Linked DNA regions of Mus musculus: region 1 is linked to region 2. The links are chromatin contacts, called in public Hi-C maps. All regions are on one chromosome and are shown on one strand. The core of a region is the stretch at or near the end of the contact, and the rest is flanking DNA. Distances in the headings are between cores, read along the strand shown. Region 1 overlaps Rps6ka5 (ribosomal protein S6 kinase, polypeptide 5). Region 2 overlaps Ttc7b (tetratricopeptide repeat domain 7B).

Evidence for each region. A called contact is a pair of places that touch in the nucleus more often than the background predicts.
Region 1: a contact with region 2 is called in a Hi-C map of the N1E-115 cell line, with 14 times the contacts expected there. The contact joins two enhancer-like sites. A contact is called at or near these places in 8 of 484 Hi-C or Micro-C datasets (the 3T3-L1 cell line, the N1E-115 cell line, cerebral cortex and 5 more) and 3 of 9 other capture datasets (adipose tissue, embryonic stem cells and liver).

Annotation. Positions count from the first base shown.
Region 1 is chr12:100,571,187-100,577,990 of GRCm38.p6, forward strand. Rps6ka5 (ribosomal protein S6 kinase, polypeptide 5) reads right to left here. Exons shown (of 17, transcript NM_001330702.1): 9 at 6,536-6,697; 10 at 4,449-4,574; 11 at 3,937-4,070; 12 at 3,245-3,338. Among named protein-coding and RNA genes, the nearest start is that of Ttc7b, 54 kb to the left of the region's middle. Within about 2 kb of position 5,380, at least 12 of the 459 cell types and tissues checked have an H3K27ac peak or open chromatin away from gene starts, as enhancers often do. A contact at or near this core is called in the N1E-115 cell line and cortical neurons, where this site is marked.
Region 2 is chr12:100,332,754-100,339,684 of GRCm38.p6, forward strand. All of the region lies in intron 17 of Ttc7b (tetratricopeptide repeat domain 7B), which reads right to left. Among named protein-coding and RNA genes, the nearest start is that of Gm51958, 13 kb to the right of the region's middle. Within about 2 kb of position 5,153, at least 45 of the 459 cell types and tissues checked have an H3K27ac peak or open chromatin away from gene starts, as enhancers often do. A contact at or near this core is called in the N1E-115 cell line and cortical neurons, where this site is marked.

The sequences.
Region 1 (6,804 bases), core at 4,130-6,629, 240 kb after region 2:
AATATTTCAGCAAAATCTTTACAGTCTTTTCCTTTACTTCATTTTATTTCTATTGAACTCTATTTTAATTTTGAATTTTTATATTTTCACTTTAAAAACTGAGAGCCGAGGTGACAAAATCTATGGTAAATAATGCAGGGGGTTGCTAAGTAGTGTTATATGCAACTGCTGCCACTCAGCTAATGGGTAGTTTCCCTTGAAAGAAAGATAGTGTTTGATAACTTCAGGGCTCAATGATTAATTACAGGATTTCTGAGAATATTTACTGCAAATACCCGCATCTCACTGTATATGTTTCTGTGGAAGAGACCTTCCTCCTGGCTGTTTGCAGAACAGAGTGTCCTTCTGGCTGCCTTTGGATCAAGATGTATCTTGGCTCCTCTAGCATCAAGTACTTCCCACCATGATGATAAAGGACTGAACCTCTGAAACTGTAAGCCAGTCACAACTAAATGTTTGCCTTTTTAAGACTTGCCTTGGTCACAGTGTCTCTTCACAGCAATAAAACCCAACTGAGACACCTTTATAAACTCTAGGACCCTCAGCAATAAAATGAAGGGGATAAGAAAATCTACAGGTGGAACTGAATGATGGCTCCAGATGCCATGTCCTAGCCTTCAAATCCATATCTCTTATCATAGATGGCAAAGGGGACTTTGTAATTGTAATTAAGGTTCTTCTATTGCTGGTTTTTGTTTGTTTTTTTTTTTTTTTTTAATTTGAGATGGGGTCTCACTTTGTAGACCAGGCAAACCTTGAACTTAAGTGATGTGCCTGTTTCTGCCTCCTGTCTGCTGGGATTATATACTACCACACTTAGCCCCTGATTAAAATTCTTTTTTTGAAAAGATGTACACATATATGTACATATGTATATATGAATGTATGCATGTGTTATGTATGTATGTATGTATGTATGTAAATAAGTATGTATGCATACGTGTCTACACACCAGAAGAGTGCATTGGATCCAATGGGACTATAGTTATAGATGATTGTAAGATGCCTCATGGGTGCTGGCAATTGAACCTAGAGCTTTGAACCACTGGGCCATCTTGCTAGCCCATCATTAATATTCTTGAGATGGGATGATTACCCTGAGTTACTGACCAGCATCTAAGGTATAAGATTAGACTATGCAAGAAGAGATCAGAGTAGTGCATAGAGGGGTAACAAGCTAAAGAAAATGAGTGGCCTTCAGAAGCTAAGTCAAGTATACAAGTTGTCCTTAGGGTCTCCAGGAGGAGCCAGCTCTGTCCACTCCTTGATTACAGATCAGAGAACCTGATTGTAGACTTGTTATCTCCATTCATTGTTTAACAGTAAACATATTAAGCTTGTGGTAATTTGTTACAGCAGCAGTTAGGAACATACAGAGGATATAAAAAGATCCCAGCGCACAAGTGAGCAGCACTACTGTGAAGGCTGAAGAGTCACTCTTGATCGCCATCACCCGTGGTTGGAAAAAAGATTGGATAGAGATGAGGGTCACCTATCATGGGTAAAACTCTAGAGACATATTTCAACAAGTGCATAGCAGCCAATTATTATATTTATACTACATGTGGCATTAGATCATAAGAAAAGCCCTATTCCAGTGACTCTTAAATTTAAAAATTGACAAAAATAAACTTTTAACATAAATTTTAAAACTTGGTATAGAATTCTTGAGATATGACATTAGTCAGAAGTTTCAAGATCCAAAGTTTGGACTGAGATACAGTGATCTGCAAAACTGCAGGTGGGGGTGTCTAAGGTCATCCATCACTTTCTTGATTGATAGGTGAGTTTCCTCTGTATTTGCACCAACAGGACACTGTCTTTAGTGTGCACCTCAAATGGCCAGGGTTTCACTGCTCTCATGAGAATCTGACTGAGTAGGTCAATAAGGCAGAAGGCAGTGGAGGTGCAAGGACAGCAGCCTTAAGGCAGTGGAGGTGCAAGGGCAGCAGCCTCAAGAGCTCTTGCTTCAAAAGCTTCTTTTCTCATAAGAACCAGGGGAAGGAGAAGATGATACCAATTTCAGATATTTGTTACCTGACATAACAACAGGCTGTGTATCTGCCTCCTCTGACTAGCATAGCAAAGTAATTAAAAGCTTGTTGCGTTGTGAAGTTGGGATGGTGGGGCTTAGATACCAGCCTTACCATTAAGGCTAACTAATGGTACCTAAACTTCTATGAGTTGTTTTCTGACTTCACAGTGTTAAGCAAGGACTAAGATAATACATGTAGAGTTTACAGTACAGCACCTGGACCACATACTGCATAAACGGAGGCAAAAGTTATAATTACGATGTGTTCCTGCTACCACCTGATATCACCATAATGAGTCACTCTTAGCTGTGGTACTCAGAACTGAGTCCCAAAAGCTACTCTAGTCAAGAATGTCACAACAATAGAATAATGTGTACCTGGAAGAGGTTCTCTTTTCTAGATTGTCACTGATTACTGATCCTGGTACAAGTCTCAAGACTTTTAGGAATCTCAGGTCCTTTGTTGTTAAAATTAGATTAAAAAAAAAAAAAACCATGTTCAGGACTTGTTTTGGTATTTGTGCCTTAATAGGCATAGAATGGTAACAAGTTAAGGTTCTAAGAAGGCTTTGATACCTGTCCATTATCAGAGAGAAGAATAAATAGCACAATTTCAGGCATGGGAGGTGGCAATGGAGGGAGCTGAGAGGTGCTATGGACCAGCCATGTCCAAGTGACAGGCTTCCGTGTGAGACTTCTGTTGAAAAGCAGAGCTAAGAGTAGAAGAGAGCATAGAACAACCTGTCCTGGGGGCTGAGCAGACGCTGCCACCTGGAACAAGATGAAAGGGAACATCTGTCTTTCTGCTTCCCATTTGTCCTTTAACTTGCACCATGTGGGCTTAAGAGTCAGTCTGTCTGATGCTAGAAATGTAAAGAATGTTGAAGGCTTAAAGTCACTAAGTACTGACTACGAAGTAATTAAGTGAGGGTGGATGGCAGCCACACTCACAATAAGCACACTGCAATCTGTGACAGTGGCACGAGGGCCTCTTGCCCCTCTGTATCCACCCATGCCAAGATGGGTGAAGTAAAGGATGAACTGAGGCAGAGGTGAGGGTGTGTGCGCTACCTTCTCTCCCCTTCCCAGAGGCTGGGTGATAGTAGACGCCCCTGAGCTTCACTCAGCAGCACCAATAAAACTGGTGAGAAGTTGAACCCTGTATCTGACCTAGCCCATGTGCGCGGATGGAGGGAGTCCTTGAAATACCTGATCGTGAAAAACTTCATGTAGTTTCACAATATTGGGGTGTCCTTCGCAGAGTTTCAGAGCTGTTATTTCTTTCTGAGTATTGGCTTCCATCCTACAAAATCAAATAGTTTTCCAGCAGAGTTTCACATCAGCGCTCTCTCCCTGATTGTTTTTATTTATAGTGTATTCAGAATGCCTGTGTCAAAGTCTCAAAATGACATATCCACAAAAGTAGTAATCATACCACCCACCAGGAAAGTAAAACTTTTTTTAAAGAAAATTATGACCTCTGAATTAGAAGAGAGCTAGTCATACAAAGAAATGGATGCTCTTCTTGCTGACAATTTAGCAATGGTAATAACCTGTTACCAGAACTAGCTAGCTCTGTTCTTAAAGCCATCAGGAAGCTTGCTAAATACTTTTGACTGCAAATATTCAACAAATAAAAGTCACCAAGCAAATCTGATTAAATATATCATTACCACAAGACAGTTTTCATATAAAACACAACAGATTCTGATTTGTCCAAAACTGATTACATCATCAGAGAACACTAGTGCTAGAAGTATTGGACCTCAGCTAAAAAGGCAAATAACTAAGCATGTGTGCAAAAAGTCTCGCAAAGGAAACAACTGATTTCCTTCTCCGTAATTTCCAGAACTTCCTAAGTGGTCAAAAGCCCCAAGAAAGACTGCTAGGACTGGCCATACCTTTTGCTGATTATTTTGACAGCAAATGCTTGGTTAGTTTTTTTGTGTACACACTTGCGACAAATTGAAAAACTTCCTTCTCCCAAAGGTTTGTCCTTCAGATCTAGGTCATAGTGTTGATAGAAGGGTGAGTCCTGATAAAAGATCAACATTATTTAATTTAATAAAAGATTGGTAGTAATACACAAAGTATATGTAAAGCTGTAATTTAATGTGAAATGATTCAGAAATTTGAAAGCAATAAATTAAAACTCATTTAGTGTGCTTATATTTTCATCTATACATTTGTCCAAAATATATCATGTTTTATCATGGCAAAAAGGAGCTCATGCAGGTTGGCAGTGACAATCTTCTGGGGAAAACACTGCTATTCCCACTTATTTACTCATTTTCTAAAGTTGCCTTTTAGTTGAGTGATAATCTAGTAAATTTACTAGACTTAAAAACATCAGTTGGTGTTTAAATATTCACACAAATCACAGATCCAAACTGAGGCAGCCAGACCTATGTACCTTCATCATTGCACTCCTGGCAACATTTGTCACTCCAGGACGGTCAACTCCCATATGGAACTGAAGAGGATCTATGACAGCTGCGTTACGCTTGAAGAGAATAGATGGAGCAACGAAGGAATAGCCCTGAAAAGAGAAGAGATGCTAAAGCTCAAAGCTCTGCACTCTCACAGCTAGGCACGGTCTAGATGGCGATCATTTCTTTTCATAGAAAAAAATGTTCAGATGAAGATAATTTTATTTGCATTCAGAATACAGCATTAACTCAATAGCAAATGCTTCTCAGAAGGAGATATTGCCATCTTCTGGCAGAACTAGCCCAACTCAAAAAATCAAGGCAGAAAGACTTCCTCCCTATTCCACTCCCAAATCTGATGCAAGCCTGTGAACCTTTTGCATTGCTGATAATATCTGTTTATAAACTCATCTGACCTCAGAAGAGGCACAGTCAACACATCAAATAAAGTGGCCCCAGAACTGTTTCAAACTACAAAAATAACAAGTTTCATAAAAGTTCATCTTTAATTTAGCAATTATTGAATCTGTATTCTATGTTTTCAGAATAACTAAACTTAAAATTGAGTTTTGGAAAATAATACCCCAGTGGAAGGATGATGTGGTAAGCCAGAGTGATAAATGACACATAATTACTCTGTGCAAGCTAGGGCATTTACTAGTTTACCACCTACATAGATCCTTGGCCATGTTCTCCAGGGTCATAGGACAGGTGAGAGGCACACTCTGAATAGCCAGAGCAAACCACACTACAGGCACTGTCAGTGGTCAGAGAAGTGCAGCTATGACACAGTTCAATAGGCACAGAGTATCTGCATCTGTAAACGAACATTTCCTAAAAAATATTCTGCACTTTTAATTTTTTAAAGTTAAAATACAAAACAATGTGCTTTATATAATATTTCACATACACACATCTACACATATTGCTGTGATAAAATACTGACAAAAACAAACAGGTAAACACTCTTACAGAGAGTCAAAGTGCTCACTACTCTTTCAGAGGGCATTAAGTTCGTCGCATAATCTACATTAGGCAGCTTACAAGCTGAAACTGCAGCTCCAAGGAATCCTATACAATATACATACATACATACATACATACATACATACATACACGTACAAAACTATAAAAATAAATCTTTAAACAATATTTTGGCAAAACCAACTTGGAGTGGAAGGACTTATTTTAGCTCACATTTCCAGATTATAGCCCATCATTGCATGGAAATCATGGACTTTAAACCCAAAGTCTTTAAAAATAAATCTGTTTGTCTCCCTCCCTTCCGTTTTTGATTTTTGTTTTTTTGAGACAGGGTTCTACTGGCAGCTGTGTTCACTGTGTAGCTGAGGGTGACCCTGAACTTCTTACCCTCTGGAACACTGGGATTTCAGGTGAGTGCTACCAGACCCAGTTTTATGCAGTACTAGAAACTAAAGCCAGAGTTTCCTGCCGGCTAGGTGAGCACTCTACATCTCTGGCCCCCTCGATTCAAGACTTTAAGAATTAGAGAGCATGTATAATTTATTATTCACTGAAGATAAAGGTCCAGGTAACACTGAATAGTTTAAAGAATGGAGTAAAAAATAAAATAGCATTATAATTTTCACATGAGCCTCAGCAGAAATGAATTTTCAAGTATAAAATGAATACCTCGTCATAAAAAACAAACAGAGGTTGGTTGTTCGAATGCACACCTTTGATCCGAGCTACGGAGAAGCAGAAGTTCAAGACGCGTCTGTTATATATAGTGAGCTCCAGAATAGCCAGGGTTACACAGCATGACCCTGTCTCAAATGAACAGACAAAATATCCCACTAAACAATCCAAATCCCAAAACTCCAACTTCTGTCTCAAAAAAACAAAACAAAACAACAAAAAAACCTAAAACATACACATTAAAAACTATAATAAAATCTATTTAGTAAACTGCAAACTTCCAGATAGTACCTCAACATATCTCTAAATTTAGTTCTGAAGAGATTATAGAATTCTTATTTTATGCCAACAAACCACCTCACTAGGAAAACTGGCTTTCTTCCAAAGCATGTCTGGCATGCTGCAACTTTACCTGAAACAGTCGCTCGGAGCTCTGTGGCAAGGCAGCGGGAGAGTAGGTGGGGTCCATCTCTGTGAACTCTTCAGCGAAGTTACTCACATCTAACTCATCCCGGATCACCGGCTTGAATGGCGCAGGCACTTTTTTGGCAGCTAAGTCATCCCACTTTATCTTCTAGAGCACAGCAAGAAGATTGGGACAAGTCAAAAAAAAAATCAAACTATATTATGAACAATAGATATGGTTACTTTGTTTTTTCTTTTTTAAAGACAGAGTCTTAC
Region 2 (6,931 bases), core at 3,903-6,402:
AGGGGGGGGGGGGCGACGAACCTCATACCTGACCAATGACACCCCCTCCCAAACAAAGACATGGGTACAAACATACACATACCCTTTCCCCAAGATGTGGGTTATTATTCTTAAAGAAGTGGGGACCAGCCATGATAGCCTAGAACTTGAGTTTCACCTCTGCCTAGCTGGTCCTTTAGTCAACACAAAGGGCACATGCTATGCTAAGCATGCTCCTGGAGCTCAATCCTCTTGATGTGAGTGCTGGGGCAGGAAGGGAACACAGCTCGACACAGCAGGGACTCAAGGTTAACAAACAGCATCAGGGATGGCTACAGAGGGATGTTACAAAGCACCCTGTCGTCTTTAGGGACAAAACCCAGCAACTGCATGGGCAACAGCAGGGGACGGCCATGCTTGCTTCCTAAGGTAGTGTCTGCAGATGGCTGGACAACCCAGAAACTTCCTAATTACTACATCCTTCCCTTCAAGAGATGGGCAACACCATGGATGGAGAATCAATCCTATGACTTGACTTAACCCCGGAGAAAACGTACACGCCTTCTTTGTATACAGCAGTTGCCTGTTCTTCAGGCTAACATTGGAGTAAAGGGCGATGCTTGGGCTTCCAGTATACTCCTGTCTGTTTTCTAAAGTCTGTTCTCTTGAAAGGCCATTGGGCACATGTTCCAGGCAAAGGCACAGGTATGGTGCATGAATCAAAACTGGAATGGAATCCTTAACCAAGAGCTTGCTCCCCACTTCTTCCCAACATTTGCTCTTAGCAGCACGGTTCAGAACTGAGAGAAAGGTTCGCTATTATTTCAATTTAGAACTACTCATAGACACATTTACCTACATTTTTTTTTTGTTTGTTTGTTTGGTTTGGTTTGGTTTTTTTTGTTTTGGTTTTTCCAGACAAGGTTTCTCTGTGTAACCCTGGCCATCCTGGAACTCACTCTGTAGACCAGGCTGGCTTTGAACTCATAGAGATCTGTCTGCCTTTACCTCTTGAATGCCGGGACAAAAGGCACATGCCACCATGCCTGGCTTACCTACAACATTTTTATCTTATCATTCATCAGGAAGTTCATCATGGAGACAAACATTGCAATGTAGTTACTGGTAACAACTGTCAACTTATGAAATTTACAACAATAACAACATGTAAAGATAAATGTATAAATGTTCATTTTGCAAATAAATTATATAATGCTAAAACAAAATTGTAAGCATAAGAAGTCTCAGTTGGTCTTTGAATGTACCATTATTATTATTATTATTATTATTATTATTATTATTATTATTACTATTAATATGCATGGCAAACTGCACATGGTATTTTATGCCTTTAATCCCGGCATTCAGGAAGCTGGGGCAAGACTGTGAGTTCAAGTCTAGCCTGGGCTACACAGTAAGACTGTCTCAAAAAACCAAAACTAAAACCAAGAGTGGTTGTTAGAATAACAACTGACCACTCGTATTGTGCAAATGTTTCAAAAAGGTGGGAAGATGGATTCTTTGATTGGCTTGATAGATAGAACCCAAAATCTATAGAAGGAAAGTCAGTCTATCTTCCATGGATAAATCACAAACAGACAGGCCTTGGAGGACCCTAGAGAAGCAGCAGCCCCAGGAGGGGCCTTGGGATTCTCCAGAGAAAACTGCTGCCCAAGAATAAGAAAGCGATGGCAACATGGTGACTCTGCATAGGAGAAACCTATGAAGCCTTGCTGTGAGTCTACCCTGCTTTAGACAAAGTATGTCTAGAGTTATTATTTTTTAAAAATAGCAAAATGGTTCAGCCATCACGAGTATTTTTGCTTGCATTTTACTGTAACCTTCTGTGTGTGTGTGTGTGTATGTGTGTGTGTGTGTGTATGTATGTGTGTACACGGTTATGTGTGTGCTGGTGCATATGCACATGTGTGAGTGAGCAGAGCCAGGGGTAACCTTGGCCGTTACTCCTACAGCTGTCCACCTTGGTTTTTGAGCCAGACCTCACTGGCTTTGAGGTCTCTGGAAGAGGTTTCCAGACTTTTTGGTCTCAGATCTGTTTTGGATATTAGAAAATCATGAAGACTCCAAAGAGATATATTGGGCCTTGTCTAATGGTATTGCCACATTAGGAACTAAAACATGTTTAATATGTTCATTTATTTGATTATTTAAGAATAAACAATGCACTACATTTATAGCAGTGCTATGCAAACTTTGTTCCACAACCTACCTACAGATTCCCTTGCTAAAGGGCCTGTGGTTTTGGAGGAGCTAATGTTGCTTTTGGGATTAGCTGTTTTGTTCAACAAAGGAACTACAAGATCCTTACTGAATTCCTGACTAAATTATTTTTCTTTGCAATATCTATACTATGTCAGAATGAATTCATGTTTAATATAATGATACGTTTCACTCTGACTAAGGCCTGGCACATGGAGATGATGGTGGTACGGATTGGGTTTAGAGACCACCTTACATTTGGATGCCACTTTATTCTGTTTATGTGACAGAACTGAGACTTGAGGGGTCATGTCACCACCCAAAGCCATACAGTCAGTTGGCGGTAAAACCAGGATGCAAACACTGTCTGGTTCTAACCCCAACCTCAACACCCAGCCATAAAGGCCACCTCCTGAAGGAAGGCTGCAGCGAGCCTCCTGCTGTCCCTTCAGAACACGAGGCCTTGGGTCCTTGCACGTGAGTGTCGTTATCACCATGCAGTCTACAGGCTGCAAAGTAGATGCACCCGCCTTCCATATTTGATTGCGTGGTTCTAAAAGACGACAAGGTATCTTCTGTTTAGGGTTTTTCAAAGTCATTTCAGTAATGTCAAGTCACTCAAGGCACTGGGCAGACGCTTGTAGAGTAAATAAAAGAGTCGTGAGCAGACATCTTTTTATGCTGTTCAGAGGTCATAGACTATGGCACTCAGAAGATACAGCCAGTGTTCTCTGGTCTCGTAATGGGGGAAGGCCCTGACCTTCGTGACTTCCAAGGATTTTTTCAGTGTATCTGTCACACTGCTGGAAATCTCAGGAACAGAATTAAACACTGATGTCATTTATTGACTTTCTCTCTCTAATACAATTAAACCACCAAAGAGAGAGGATGAGGAGGGTGGTCAGGAACCCTTCCCTGTTCTCGGTCAATTCCTTGTTACATGTATCACAAGGGCCTTGCTGCGATGAACCTGGGATAGATAGTAGAGGAGTCAGAGGGTTCTAATAGCAGGTAGCCATGGCCAGAGTTAGCATCCACTGTTCTTTGCAGTAACATAGCAAGTGAGTCTTCCTCTGGTTAGAGTTCGGAGGCATCACTAACAGCACAACAGAACAGCAGCTATTTTACTGTGGAATAGGACTGACAAGGTAAGCAGGAATATATACTGTGGTTGTGACTTACGTGGGCACAGTAGAAATGCTGCTTCTCCATCTGTCTTTAAGGAACTCCTTCCCCCCCCACCTCCCCCTCACCACAGCAAAAGCACATTTTGCATGACCCAGGGGAATAGTGGAGACAGAGTCTTGGAAAAGAAACCCGAAGGAAGACTAAAGGACATATTTCCAGCTTGAAATCCAAGACTCTGGAGGGATGTTTCCAAATTATCAGGCTCAACAGATGAGCCAGGCACCATGCCCAGGCTGCTCTGCATCTCTTATTTATCACACTAACTTGAGAAGTGCTTATCAGTGCTGTGACCCAGGGAGCACAGTGCCGTGTGCTGCAGCTGCCAGGCCCTGCCAAGGAGACAAGCATCCTTTCCCTTATGGCACGGCTGGGACAAGCCACCGCAGGATCAGCTTGGCTGGAGTGGGCGGAGGCAGGTGACTGTGCCCTAAAAGCTGGCCCAGGGTTTGTGAGCAAAGTGCTCAAATGGCAAAGGGCTAAGATGCCCTGAAACTGGGCAGCCTGCATTTCCTTGGCTCACAGATTTTGTTACCCACCCTCCTCCTCCTCCCCTCTGTGCTGCCTGGGACACCTGATAAAAAGGTGAAGGGATGTTGAAGAACTGTTCTTATCCCAGTCCAGTTTTGTCTAGGTTCTGCTGGGCTGCCTTGGGGTGGAGAATACCAGGAACAAGGGTGGGAAGACCTTTCTCTGTGGGTGGAGAACCAAGGCCTCAGATCCCAGGGACTGCAGATCTAGGCTCTGGGCCCTCCTGAGGTTTCCTTTCACATCCAGAGCTGCTCAGAAACCCTGCCATAAGTAGGACACTAGCAACAGTCGGCTCCAATTGCTTTTCAGCTGAAGCTTTGGCCAAGCTCATGTGTATGGAAAGAGAGGCCTGTGGTTGATTTCATACAGATTTCAACGTGACTATATATGAGTTCTACTTAGCCACCAGAGTTCATCATTCAAAGGGACCCTAAAGGCAACAGTTCTGTTAGGTGAAAGTAGGAGGCTTAGTTAGGTGTGGTCACCCTGCTCTTTCACAAATAGGGACCCTGAATGAAGGGCACACATTCTAGTCTGGCTCCCCTTTTAACTGGTGGGACTGGACAAGCAGCTGTGGTTGGAAGACCCCTGGGATTCCTTTCATGCCTCTGTCTTCTCAGCATGGAGCAAATGAGATCTTGTCTACCTGGTGAACTGGTGCTTATCCCAGAGCTGGGAGCAATGGACACTTGTCACGCTATGTGTGATAAACATCCTTTACTAAAAGGGAGACAGCAGTAGATACACAGGACAGACACTTGGCAGGAGCCCAGCCCTGGAGGACTGACTGGATTGCTTCATGTGATGAACATGAGAGAGTGATGGAGCATGAGGCTGCCACACCCCATTCCTCACCCACATCCTCTCCACCTCCGCTGCTGCAGCCCATACCTGCTGCCTTCCTCACCTCTTTTCTGAGAAGAACCCAAGGCACTCTGGCATCAGGCATGTAGCAATCCCTCGTTAATGGAGCTTGGAGCTCATTTCCCTGCCCCCTAACAATTCAGTGTTATCCCACATCAGACTTCATTCAGTGTCCACGCCTAGAAGCTGTGCCCCCAAACCAATGAGAGCAAGGAGAGAAAGCAGTAATTTCCCCTCCTAAAGATCCTGAGTTCTTAACAGCAATCTGAATGATTAAGGATCCTGCCAGTCAGCTTGCTTAAAACATTCTCATGTTAATAGGAAAAGACTGTCTCTTAAGCAAGGCTTAGAAATGCCATCTGTCCAACACTGCAGCCTGCTGGCAGCTGTGACCTTCTTGTTTCCATACCTGCTTCCTCCATCCCAGCATGTCCTGATGAGATCAGCAACGGCTCTCAGGTTTTGGAGGAAGAAGAGATGAGAGAGGCCACTCGTATTTCAGCCACCAAATTAGGTATGCTATCTATACTGTTTGCTTTATATTAAACGTTTTAGTTCTGACCCAATGTCCCCAAGGGATTAGACTTGATCTGCCTATCTTTCCTACAAGGCCATCCTGTTGCTGAGGCAGTGGCTCTCTACTGTTATCATACACCTTCCTTATCTGTGAGCATCACTGTCTTTCTCCTCCCTCTGTGCATGTCCATCACTGTGATAGTAAAGCCAGGGCCACAGCAGCTTAGCAGACAACTGCTGCCTTGTACTAATCCCCACAGCCCATACTGCCTCCCACTGGACTCTCTAATAAACGCTGGCCACCACTCTCAGTAGAACTTCCATTTTACCCTGAGGGAAGAATATTTTAAGATGCCCACTGCCACAGCTCCAACATGAATCCGTTCCCCAGCCACTTTAACAGAGTTTCAATAAGTTAACAACAGACAAAATGTCTTCTCCCGAGAAGGAGAAGATCTTTCCAGGGGAAAGCTTTGGGACAGGAGTCCACGAAGCAAGGAGAGGCTATGTTGTCTCCAGGAGGCATGCGAGGCTGAAGCAGTACTGCCAAGGCTGGTAGGCCAAGTGGTCACACACAAGCATGAAGGGAAGCCATTCATGAGCATGCGAGGAGAAGCCAGCTGTCAGGGTGATCCACACTGGTGGTCCTGGGTTGGAGGCAGTACCTTCTGGAGGACTACAGTGGACAGAAGTTTCCTCAGCAGCTCACCTACCATACTGCATGTTCACTTTGGAGCTACTCAGAGCCCTCTGCCTGGAGAGGCTGCTCTAAGCCTGGCATGGTTACCCATGACTGTAGTACCATGCAGTACATGGTACAGGGTAGCTTGGTGCTTCCCTGTTGTGGACACCCACATCTATACTGACTTGCCAACTGCTTATAATTCCATTCATTCTCATTTAAAGAAAGGTGCCCCAGAAGTAATTAAGAAAAATTATATTAAATTAATATTGACTAAATGTAAATAGCAAAGAAAGGTTATATTTGAAAAAGATTGTCTCAATCAGGACTTTTTTTTTCCCACTGTAAATTCAAAAATAGGGGAATGTAAATAAAATAATAAAAATTGAAAAAAAATATTCAAAACTAGTGTTGAGGAACAGAGGGTAAAATATGCAGTTTGAGCATTTCCTTTCGGACTGTGTTACTCATTAAGGTGTGGGGATGTAAAGCCATCACTCGCCATGACGAAGTGGAACCACACTTCTCCGTGATGCTCTTCTCCGTCTGGTCGACTGCTGTCTCATTACTCTGCGTGTTCTCCTCCCAGGGAATTTACTCCTAAACAGGGAGGCAGCCTTCACCGCCACTGGAAGGTGGGAGCCAAGAGCCCCAGGCGTCCTTGTTGGCTTTATTGCACACTTGGAGAGGGAAATGAAACTTCCTACATCGTTTTCTCCCCAGTAAGAGCTGCTAGAGCAGCTGAGAACAGGGCCTCTGGGCTTTGGGTCTAGAGGCAGTGTGGAGGGACCCTGTAGTCTGGAGCCATCCAGAAGAGATAGAAAGTCTGAAGAGACTTTCTGTGTGGTGAGGCCCTTCCTTGAGAGTCTCTGCTTCCAGGGCTACATCTCAGGACGGCATGTGGCTGGGCCTTAAACCCAGGTCAAAGCCCCGTCAAACGACACAGGAGCATGC